Linked DNA regions of Anas platyrhynchos: region 1 is linked to region 2. Evidence: chromatin contacts called from public Hi-C data. All regions are on one chromosome and are shown on one strand. Each heading gives the region's core, a stretch centred on a gene start, on an enhancer-like site or on the middle of the called end of the contact. The rest is flanking DNA. Distances are from core to core; before and after follow the strand shown.

What was found. A called contact is a pair of places that touch in the nucleus more often than the background predicts.
Region 1: a Hi-C map of subcutaneous adipose tissue shows a contact between it and region 2, with 3 times the contacts expected there. The contact joins the promoter of COMMD1 here to the enhancer-like site in region 2. A contact is called at or near these places in 2 of 8 Hi-C or Micro-C datasets (skeletal muscle and subcutaneous adipose tissue).

Annotation. Positions count from the first base shown.
Region 1 is chr3:14,074,172-14,079,315 of IASCAAS_PekinDuck_T2T, reverse strand. COMMD1 (copper metabolism domain containing 1) reads left to right here and starts at 3,435. Exons shown (of 3, transcript XM_005019110.5): 1 at 3,435-3,701. The coding sequence starts at 3,480. CRLS1 (cardiolipin synthase 1) reads left to right here. Exons shown (of 7, transcript XM_038176151.2): 6 at 1-59; 7 at 1,387-1,707. The coding sequence ends at 1,474.
Region 2 is chr3:13,825,181-13,830,600 of IASCAAS_PekinDuck_T2T, reverse strand. It overlaps EHBP1 (EH domain binding protein 1), which reads left to right. Exons shown (of 25, transcript XM_038176016.2): 5 at 2,429-2,482. Among named protein-coding and RNA genes, the nearest start is that of EHBP1, 47 kb to the left of the region's middle. Within about 2 kb of position 3,505, at least 3 of the 8 cell types and tissues checked have an H3K27ac peak or open chromatin away from gene starts, as enhancers often do. A contact at or near this core is called in subcutaneous adipose tissue, where this site is marked.

The sequences.
Region 1 (5,144 bases), core at 2,186-4,685, 250 kb before region 2:
GCGTCTTTAGCAGCTCCTGTTTTCAATTATGTCGACAGCATCTACCTGCAGACGTTATGGTAACTCATCTCTTCGTTCTTTTTCCAGATAATTTAACGTACTCCTTACGAAACTGGTAATTGAGGTTAATCTAATTGTGTGGAACAAAAAAACTGTGCCCAAATGATGTCATAGACCCCCTATGGCTGAATTTTTGCACATTTATTCTTAATTGACACGGCAGCTATATATTTATTGGCACTTATTTTGAGACCAGGTAAGATCTAGGAATAACAGCTAAGAAACAAGTCTTGAGAATAGATATGGTGTATATAGGCAAAGTGTACGTTCAGATTAGTATAAAAGAAGGGAGTGAGAAGAAAAGCTGTATGTGTTCTTTGTATGTTCTAGAGAAACAATCTTGATACCAGTAAAAATAGACAGGAGGTATTTTCTTTTGTTTTATGCTCTACCTGCTATCCTGAAATCTTGGTTTCTGCACCCTCTTTAAATAAAGTGCCTGAAAAAGTCAATGATTCCTCCTGGGCTATAGAGAGGAAGGGGAGAAAAGGGGAGAGATCAAATGAAAACAGGCCACCAGGAGTGTACTTCTTTAAATAATGGCCTTTCCCGTCACTGTCATTGCAGACCTGAACAATTAATTGTGGCATTATTTATCCTCAGCTCTTAGGCAAGAGTCTGGAACAAAGAGGCAGAACTGCAGATGGCTGCATTACTTCGTAACTTGGTTTAAAGTAGTGAAAGATCCAGCTTTACTTGCCTTTTTTAAAAAGCAAACAAAACAGAAAAACAGCCTCAAAGCTTTTAAGGAGTTAGGAACCTTTATCTTAACAGTCAACTGTGTTTTTCATCCCGTTGGAAAGCCGAACCCAAAACTGCCTCTGTGAAAGATGCTTTCCTTGCTATTTCTCTGGGACTCTGAGAGAGTTCCCGTATAGTGAGTAATGAAGAAATGTGAGGTGTAACTTACCAGGATGCTGTAGGAATGCTCCAACAGTGATGTCAGCGAGCCTGGCAGTGGCAGCGAGGGGCAGGACTGTAATAGTGACTCACGAGTGAACGGTGCCAGCCTTTGACAGAGAGGAGCACTGCTCATTTAGAAATTCCTAATGCCCGGGAAGGGAAAAAAAGAGGCCGAATACAGAACTTGAGCTTTAGCTTTGGTGCTTGTTGAAATACTAAGTTCAAGTATTTCCTATTATCTGAATGCTCCCCTTTTGTGCAGCCAAGGGATAGTTTCTCACATCAGTCACTTCCCACGCTGGTAAAAATTCTGCAGGCTACAAACTGAAGCAGATGATTGTCTCTTCCCTTCTTTAAAACAAGTGTTAACATTTACTGTCATACTCGGACTCACCTGACTTACAGGAACTCTTTTTCCCAAAGGTGCATCACAGCGTTCACGACGGTAACATCTGCGTACAGCTATTACCACTACGGCCGAAAAACGGTTCAGGTGATAAATAACAAATGAAGTATTGCTGAAAGGACCGTGTCTTGGCACGATGGTTTGCTGTACTGCAGAGGATGGTTGTAATTCAACTGGGCTTTGGATAGAAACCTGTTTTTCTGCTTAAACCATGGTAACACAATGAAGTGAAGTTTGAACATGTACTGTGTATATAAATAGAGAATTTTCAATGTATTTTTAATTTGTTTAAAATTAAGGTTGTTTACAAAATCAAATAAAAAATATTCTTAAAGACACAGGTCACTGGTTGCTGCCATGTGCATTTTGAATAATTTTATACTGGTTTTGAAGTCAGAAGTAGACACTTTTCTCCAGCTGTTTTGCCATCTTCATGCAACGAACTGAACAGATTTGAGAAGAAAAAGCAATTTTAAAGCAAATTTGTACCTCAACCTAAGTCAATAAAGCAGCATTGCTTATTAGGACTTAATGACACATTTCAGCTTGCAGCGGGAGAACGAATGTCATCGAGGAGCAGAATCTCTAGAAATTTAACCCAGAGTGAGAGGAAACATTATCTCATTTTCCATGGTGATACAGACAGGCCATTGAAGGGCTATTACTTCCCCCTGCCCCTTCTCCTCTGCTCATATTTACTTTATTTTTAAATAGGAGCAAATATTCTCACCAGAGGAGTGTTTTGAGTCCAGGAATGGTTAGCTGTGCATTGAAGAGTCTGTAGCCAAATTAGGCACGGAGATACATTCCTCTTACTACAGTACTAATTTCTAGTGATTGGAACAAACGGCATCTCCTGTGTTTCCAGCTCCACTAGAGAAAGTGAGCGTGTTAACAGATCTCCAAATCAACAGAAAAACTGAAAGAAAATAATAGATGCACATCCTGGTGATTTTTCCTGTGCCTCCAGCTTCAAGAGGTATACAGCAATCCCACTCAGATCCAGGCACCTGGTCTGTGTTCTTTGCCAGTTCCGTGCTTTCAGAAAGATACAGAATAAAGAATGGAGCAGAACAGACTGTATCGATCATAATTTATATTTTAGAGCAACACATGATATTTCTTGTATGTCATAAAAGTACAACAATGAAGGGCTTAAATATTTGAAATCAGGTGGTATATGATGCCACTGTATTAACAGAAGAACAGTTGCTGTAGGCATCTCCTTTGAGAGCATGTAGGCTCTTTTGTGACTGTATATGCCTGTACATACAAAGCATTTTAATATTTTTTATATTAGAACTTGTATAGAGTGGTGCACAGCGAAAACACTTGATTTTTATTAGTACCTCTTTCTGAACTGTCCCCACGTTTTGTGGTTTACCTTGTGTCTTACAACAAAGGGATACAAAGCACATCCTATGGAAGTTTCCTTAAAATACTTGAATATTTAGTAAAAAATGAAGTTTTTTAATTCAAGTACATTTCAAAACGCAGGGGTTTACTGCACTGCAGTGGGTCATTCCTCTGTGGTTGTGGCTTCTGGGGGATGGCTTTTTTTTTTTTTAATTCATGGATAACTTTGAAACATTGCATTGTCAGGGCGTGGAAAAATAGTGGTGATAATAGCGAATGTTGTAATTACATCAGTGAATGTGTAATAGCGAAGGGATGACAGTGAAGGATCCATGCTGGTGTGCGTCACTGCTTGTGTTGGTAAGTCAAATGTATGATTGCCTGGCAGCGTGTGCCTCAACATTTGTGTTAAATAAAGTTCTTCTAGAGCTGCTGCGTTTCGAGGTACGGATTTGGTTGGTGCTTGCTGTTTCCTATGGGATGGCTGGAGCACCCCATCCCTCACCCAGCCGTGAAGAGGAACAGCACCCACCACTTTCTCCTCCACCGCGTGAGTGCTACCTCGGGCACGGCTCCGTGCCGGCTCCAACCACGACACCCTGACGAAAACACGAGCTCCTCCTCACCCACAGAGCTCCCTTTCATCCTGCCAGGAAGGCGAGAGCCGCCTCTTCCCACCCCGAGCCCCGGCCGCCAGGCGCCAGCCGAGAGCCGGCAGCGGGGCGGGCCGAGGCGCTGGGGCCGCCCCTCCAACATGGCCGAGCAGCCGCAGTCACACCAGTCCCACCAGTCCCAGGCACTGGGAGCGGGCTCGGAGGGCTGTAAAGCTCTGGCTGCCCTGCTCAGCGGCATCGCGCAGGCCGCCTACCACGGCAACGCGGCGCTGACGGCCGAGCTGCTCCGCGGGCAGCTCTACCCCGAGGCGGCCCCCGAGGAGTTCGCGGCCCTGCGAGCCAAGATGGGCGGCCTCCTGCAGGTACCCCCGGGGGCTGGGGTCCGGGGGGGTCCCCACGGCTCGGCACGGGGCTGGTCGGGGGGTTCCCGTGAGGAGGAGCGGGAGATTGGGTTTGGTTTTGGGTGTGTAACGCCCGCATCCCACTAGGTAGCAGCCAACTTCTTATGTTGTGGGTCTTTTCTTTCTAAGACCTTCCTTGGCATCTTAAATAAAGCTCCGGCATCTGCTTTGTCCTCTACCAGTGCATACTGTTACCTTATGCTCCTTCTTTTACTAAAGATCATTCATCTCTCCTTAACAACCCTATATGTTAACTTACAGCTCTCTAAGAAATACTTGGAATTACCTTGGATCATTTTGTATGGCAGGAAGATGTCCAAAAAAAAATAGAAGATACTGGCTTTATTTGTCTCTATATTTTTATTTCTCTCTATATTTTTATTTCTCACAAGGTCAAAAGCATGTATTCTACTCAAAAGATAAATGATTGTAAAACATCTTTCTGTTGTTTCTCCATCACTAACTCTGTATCAGGGGGTGGTATCTTAGCACTAACAGGCGTGTTAGCACAGCAGGTGCTGCCCTAATTCCTGACCACAGGGCAGCAGTCATCATCTCCAGCTTAATCTTTCATAATTACACCATGCTCACAGCACCGTTAGCAGCAGCATCCCCTTGTTTGTCCGTAAGGTAAGGAGCCGTGTACGTGAAACGTACCGCTTTGATTTGTCATTTCTTTATTGTTGTTCACACCTGAAGACATCTGCCTTGGTAGCCACAGCAGTCAGATCTGCCCGGTATCTTGCAAGATGCACTATGCTAATTAGCAGTGTGTTGTTGCCAAAATCCACCCCAAACCATTCTTTGATTCAAAAGGTGGGTGTTCTTGCCCCCTTTTTGCACATATCTATTGCCGCTTCCTTCTGACAACTGCAGTGCTTTCTAGACCACTCTGTAACCTGACAGTTTCCTGATGGGTTGTTGAATAACTCAAGAGGAGGAAGAGAAACAGAAAGACTGTAGCTCCTGAGTGTAAATTGTCTCATGAAAAGATCGGTTGAGTGTCAGAGTGAATGAAGGAGGCAGCTTGGACTGCATAGCCAGGAGTAGCGAGTGAAGGGGAGTAGGGCGTGAGGTGATTTCTTTCATCAGTTCACTGAAGAAAAACAAAATCAATGTCAGTTTGTACAGTGGGCAGCAAACCAGAGTTCCTCAGACCCACTGTCTGTGCTCTGTTCCCTCTTAGGGGGTGATGGTGACTGGCATTACTAATGCCTCATGAGTGTCATGTCCTGATGCCTTGGCTCAAAGCCAGGATGTTTCGAGTCCTACTCGGCAGCCACAGGACCAGTGGGAGACAAAACAAAAAGCCACGGACTGAACTTTCTGCTCTACCATATTCTTTAAAAAAAATAGATACTTTGTGCGTGTTTTTTTTTTTTTTTTTTTTTTTTTTTTTTTTTT
Region 2 (5,420 bases), core at 2,256-4,755:
CTTGAAGTTTTTTGTTTTTCTTTTTTGTTCTGTGTAATTGGTAGGGAATCTGGGGGTAATAGACTGGATTTAACTTTTCTGAGGTGTTCGCTTCTCTGTAAAGTTCATGCTAACCTGTTAAACAGTGAGAAATCTCTTTGATTGACAGTATGATTTTGCTCTATCAGATTATCAAAAGTGTACAGCAGAGCACCTGATTCTGTGGCCTTCAGAGGTGGGAATCAGCATCAGTGCCATCAACAGAAGGGCTTAATTTTTCTTTCTAGATTATTGTCTTGCATGGACAAAATAATGAGCGTTTTGTTTATTATGTAGGATAAAATACCAGGCCCTGAGTTCGCAAGGAGTTTTATGGAAACCTGCAAGCTCGGTTTGGGAGTTCTGGAGAAAATTGAGCAAGATGAACTCTTTAAGAGTTTAGTCACATCTTAAGGAGTAGCATATTAAACCTGAAGTGATTAATGATCCTATTAAATCTCATTATGTCGTTTTATGCTGTATCAGAGGAAGCAATTAAACAAAAAGGTAGTTGCCCCGGGTTAACTTGTGAAAATGGTAAGTATTTAATAGCTGGATTAGAGCAAATGATATCGCTGGAATTGATGCGAGATACAGCAAAGCAGCAGGTAGCGTGCTCGTTATTTACATAATGCAGAACTGCACAAAGCTGATTAACGTGATGGATGCATGATTACATAATCTGATATTTACAAGTATGTTAATTGGGACATGGAGATACCTAGGGATCTTTCTGTCTGCATCTAGCTGCCCTTCTGTCTCTAAGGCTAATGGCACAATATGTTTTTACACTCATCTGAGGTATTCAAAGTCCTCTGATTTTTAAAAATCTATAGGGATTGATTCATACAGCAAAAGAAATCAGGTATCAGATTTTGTCATTGATTTCTATATGGAAACTGCCTGCCATTGCTGAAGTAGCATGTTTAAAGATGCATTTTGCATGTGGCACCTGTGGATGTGGCTGTTAAATACACAGCTAATGCTGGTGCCCAAGGCATTGAGGAGGAGGCCTGTTTAAGAACACTCTTTTCCAACTCTTTTGAGTGCTGGAGAGAGAAGATGTTCTTTTCTGGGGTTGTTTATGCTGTAAACTTCCTGCTTTCTACATTTTTTTGTGTGTTTAAGAGCTAGTTAAAGAGAGTTGTTTCTCGTACTGGGTTACAGTCCCTGTTAACAACTGCATGTCAAATTTGAAGACAAAACTGAGTGTGGCTGGCTAGTTAAAGCAAAGACCCAGATAAGGCTGTAATGATTGAACGTGAGACCTGGGCACCACTGCAGATACACAAAGCAGAAGCAAAATCTCTCGATCCATTGTGTTACCTTACAGCAGCAAGGCAGAATTAGTGTGGTGTCATCAACAGACTTCAGACAGAAACAAGAAAACTCTGGGGGTACTGAGGGATCTCAGTGAGTGTGATGAAGGAGTTATGGGGGAGTGACATTTATGTGCAATTATTTAAAGCATGCAGGTGGCAGAGGTGAGTGAGTAGTTGAGGGGTTTCCTGTAAGCAGACATAATGGGATAAAATTGAGGTATAGCAAAATGACTCTTCCTGTCAGGAAGAAAGGCTAAAGCTACCTTCCTTGCAAGAGAACATTACTTGGTTATAGCTGCTCAGAAGCACGACTGGATGATAAATTAATGATGTTAAAATATATACCTATTTCTTAAGGTAAGATCCTTGATAAAGGCCTGAAGGGGATGACTTACAGTTTCGGACATGATCTTGATTTCAGACAACACAATGTAGACTACACCACTGCACTGAGAGCTCATGAAATTGGAAATAAATGCCAAATCTGTGAAACTCATCATTTGTCTTCCTGCTGGCGAAAACAGTTGTTGTTCCTTGAGTGTAATGTAATAGAAACATTGTGAAGGAAGGACAGGTGTCTAAGTAATCTGCAGTGAAACGCGGTGCTCAGCTGAAGCTACGGCTCTGGATCTCTGCTCATGCTTTGGGCACGAGGTGGTGGGGACGATGGTTTGGATGCTTGCTGTAGGTGGGCGCTTTCCCACGCCAGAGAGGAGCAGCACCTTCCTCCACGGTTCTCTGCGAGATGTAGATGTGTTGGACTTATTGGAAGGTGGAATGTAAGAATTCAAGTGAGATTTGTTTATTCTTTGCCTGGGATGAAAGCAAAGAGAATTACGGGCATATATCAGAAGAAACCTCGTGTGTGTATCCGTAGGAGGCTTTATTAAATCTTTGGCAGTTTTACACCAACTTGTTTGTCATCTCCTTGACATCCGTTGAAGCCTACCTCCTAGCTGAAATATTTCCCTCCATCATCTTCAGCGGGTAAAAATATTTCTATGAGCGTATAAAAAATCTTGGCTGAATTTCTCTCTGTGGCACCCTGGATTATTTTTAGACCGAAGTTCTCTGCTTTGTTTTTCTAGGATCCCCACGCTGAGGAGTTTGAAGACAAAGAATGGACGTTTGTCATAGAGAACGTAAGCTGGAATGTTACGTGTTTTTTTTATACCTGTGAGACGATGATTAATAATGGAAAGGTGTCCAAATGCTGGAAGGGGCTTGAGTAAAATTTGGGCTGCTGAGACACGGTAAAAGCTTGTTCCACAGTAATGAAGGCTTATTAAAATACTCATTCTTATGTCCCGGTTAAGTACAGGTGAGTGGGTAGGGTAATGCACTGCTTAAATTCTCTCCCTGTAAGCATCAGTCGTCTTGGCGTTATTTTGCTGTGAGCAGTGGAGCAAACAAGCTAGAGCTGGGTTATGACTCATGGGTTTATGGGTTATGACACATTATTTTTCTATGAGCTGGGGAGCGAGCAAGTCTGAGCTGGGCTGTGACATCTGCACATCTCACTCTGCAGCGCACCAAGTGGCAGGGCTTAATGCTACGTGGAGCTCCTTTTTTCCTTTCTGTCCTCCGTGCTGGGCTGCAGCTTCCACTCTGGGGCTGCCCAGGCTGAAAACTGGGGAAACTGCTTTAGCTGGAGTTCCCTCTTCTCTTTTTGAAAGATATTTTAAAGGACTGTGTGACATTAAGACAGCGTGTTTATCTCTCATGAACGTAGTTTCATTTTGGTCTGTTTCTCAGTAACTCAGTTTAGTTTTTATTTATGTAGCTTTAAAAAAACCCTGGTGTACTGAGTTGCAGTAATGTCACAGCACTGAGGTATGCAAAAGCAATGGAGTTTGCCAGTTAAAGTTATTTTGCCTAAAAAAACCAGCTGCTTTTTCTTCCTTTTGATATCAGAAGTGATTTGGGCCTTGAAAGCTAAAGTTTATTCTGATTGCCAGCGACCGATCATTTAAAAGGGCTGACAGCCAAGTGTAATTTATACTTTGCTTTTAAATGTCATGTTTCTATTTTCGTTTATGGGACTTAGGAACACAAAACACAGTTTAGTTACTGCTTCCTGGAGTTTCCTTTTCTATCTCACTTAGTTTATTTTAATCAGGGAAGTCTCCATCACCAATTGTCACTGTACAAGCTGCTCTGGATAAAACAATGTCAGTATATGTCTCAGTCAACCCCTCTGGGTATAGCTGGATTTCCTGTGACGTTGCAGAGTATTTTTTATTTTTTTTTCAGAAGTTTATAATGCACATGTAGACTTCAGGTTCCTTAAAAGCACATGGCTTTTTCACATGTTGTTGGATGATGTCTGGGGGTGGCAGCGAGACATCTGATGCGTGTCGTTCTCACTTTGTGCCTCAAATCTTCACTGAGCTGCAGTAACGCTCACACGGTGGGAGGTTTTTTTAAGGGTTTCTGTGCCCCAAAACACCCAGCCTCTGACAAAGCAGATGGAAATGGCTCCAGCAGGTATCAGTTACGAAACAATCTTTTGTTATGTGCAGGCTTATTCTTTACAACCGCAGTTATGCCATTAGTTCATCCCGTGAGAACTGCCAAATATTTGCTGCTGGATGCTTATTGTTGGATTAGAGCAGTTAATCTAAACAGCACTCAGAAATACTAAACTTATTAAATAGCTTTACTGCTGAAATTGAGACCTTAAGCAACAATAAAACTGGTTGCTTTTGGTCCCCCTGCCCCACCTACAGAAAGCTGTAGATACTGCCAACAAAATCTGCTCTCCAAATATACTTGGAATGCTGACGAAACTTTTTTCCAAGAGTAACAGCTCCGCTTAGTGGTGGATGGAAATATATTCATCTGTTTCAGCAAGTGACATCTGATTCAATGGCTGGCTGACGTTTCAGAGCACAAAACACCTGCTGGTTCAACATTTGGGAACTGAGGGACTGGAGGTTAATCTCCCCACTCCCTAAACTGCTGATTTACTAATTTCAGGCTCAATGTAACGTTTTTTCTGGTTTTAAAGGAAAATATTTGTCACTGAATTGGAAAAGGACGGGTTACCTTTGGGCAGGGTATGTTTACAGCCCTTTGGGAGCCTTTCCTTTTGTCCAAACATGTTCTCTGCCCCCAGAGTCTGCAGGGCTTCCCTTCCTTTTTAGTTAGCACCACTGAGAATGCAGGATGCTGAAGCCTAAACACTGAGGGATGTTCTTCCGTTGTGAAGCAATTTGAACTCTGCTAAAATATTTATTTTGAGGTTTTTATTGTTGTTATTAAAAGTTAGTGTCCAAAATCGTTTTGTATTGCTTCTTCAGCATGCCTGAGCAAGGGTCAGCTAACAGATACACGGCTGAAGTTTGAGGTCTCCGTTTGCAGACACGGTCAAATTCAGATCAGGATCAGTCTGGACTTTTAGGTGAAGTTTTAGCCGAAGTGAGATGTGGTGGTTTGTGCAAGAAAATCGTGCTGTAAATGAAAATGAAGCAGGGTACTTGTGGTTTTTCATTTTTGTTGTTTTAGTCTTGCAAATACATTTATGTTCTGATATTTTTTAAAACTTTTTAACACATTGGTTGCTCTGTATTTGCGTTTTAGTAAGTGAACCTTTGTCATCTACTGCACGTCTAATCCATAAATACTTTGTTCATAGCATGGTTTGTTAATATCTAAACGTCAATATTCTTCTTCCCTAGGTCTCTTCTATATTTTTCTCTCCTTAACAGCTGCATTCTTTGTATATTCACTGTGAACTTTCTTGTCTTAGATTGCATCTTTGTTTAGCCAAACTCTATTTGGTTATCTGACTTTTCTTCCTGAGATAGTTAAGTTACCTTGGGTTCGTTACTCTTCTGAATAATCGTATCGGATCTTCATATTGGTTGTTGCAAGATGGAGAGTGAGAAATTCATAGCTGAGTAAGACCCCTTCATCCTGTGACGAGGTAATAGGCTTTCAAACTCGTACAAATTGGCATGAGTTCATTCAGCGAGCAGGGGCTACTTGCCTTTCATTTAAAAATCTAGTAAGTGATTTTCTCTGTCATTACTCCGAAGGGTAATTTGAGCATATGCTGTTTCCACTCTGTCTTTAAGT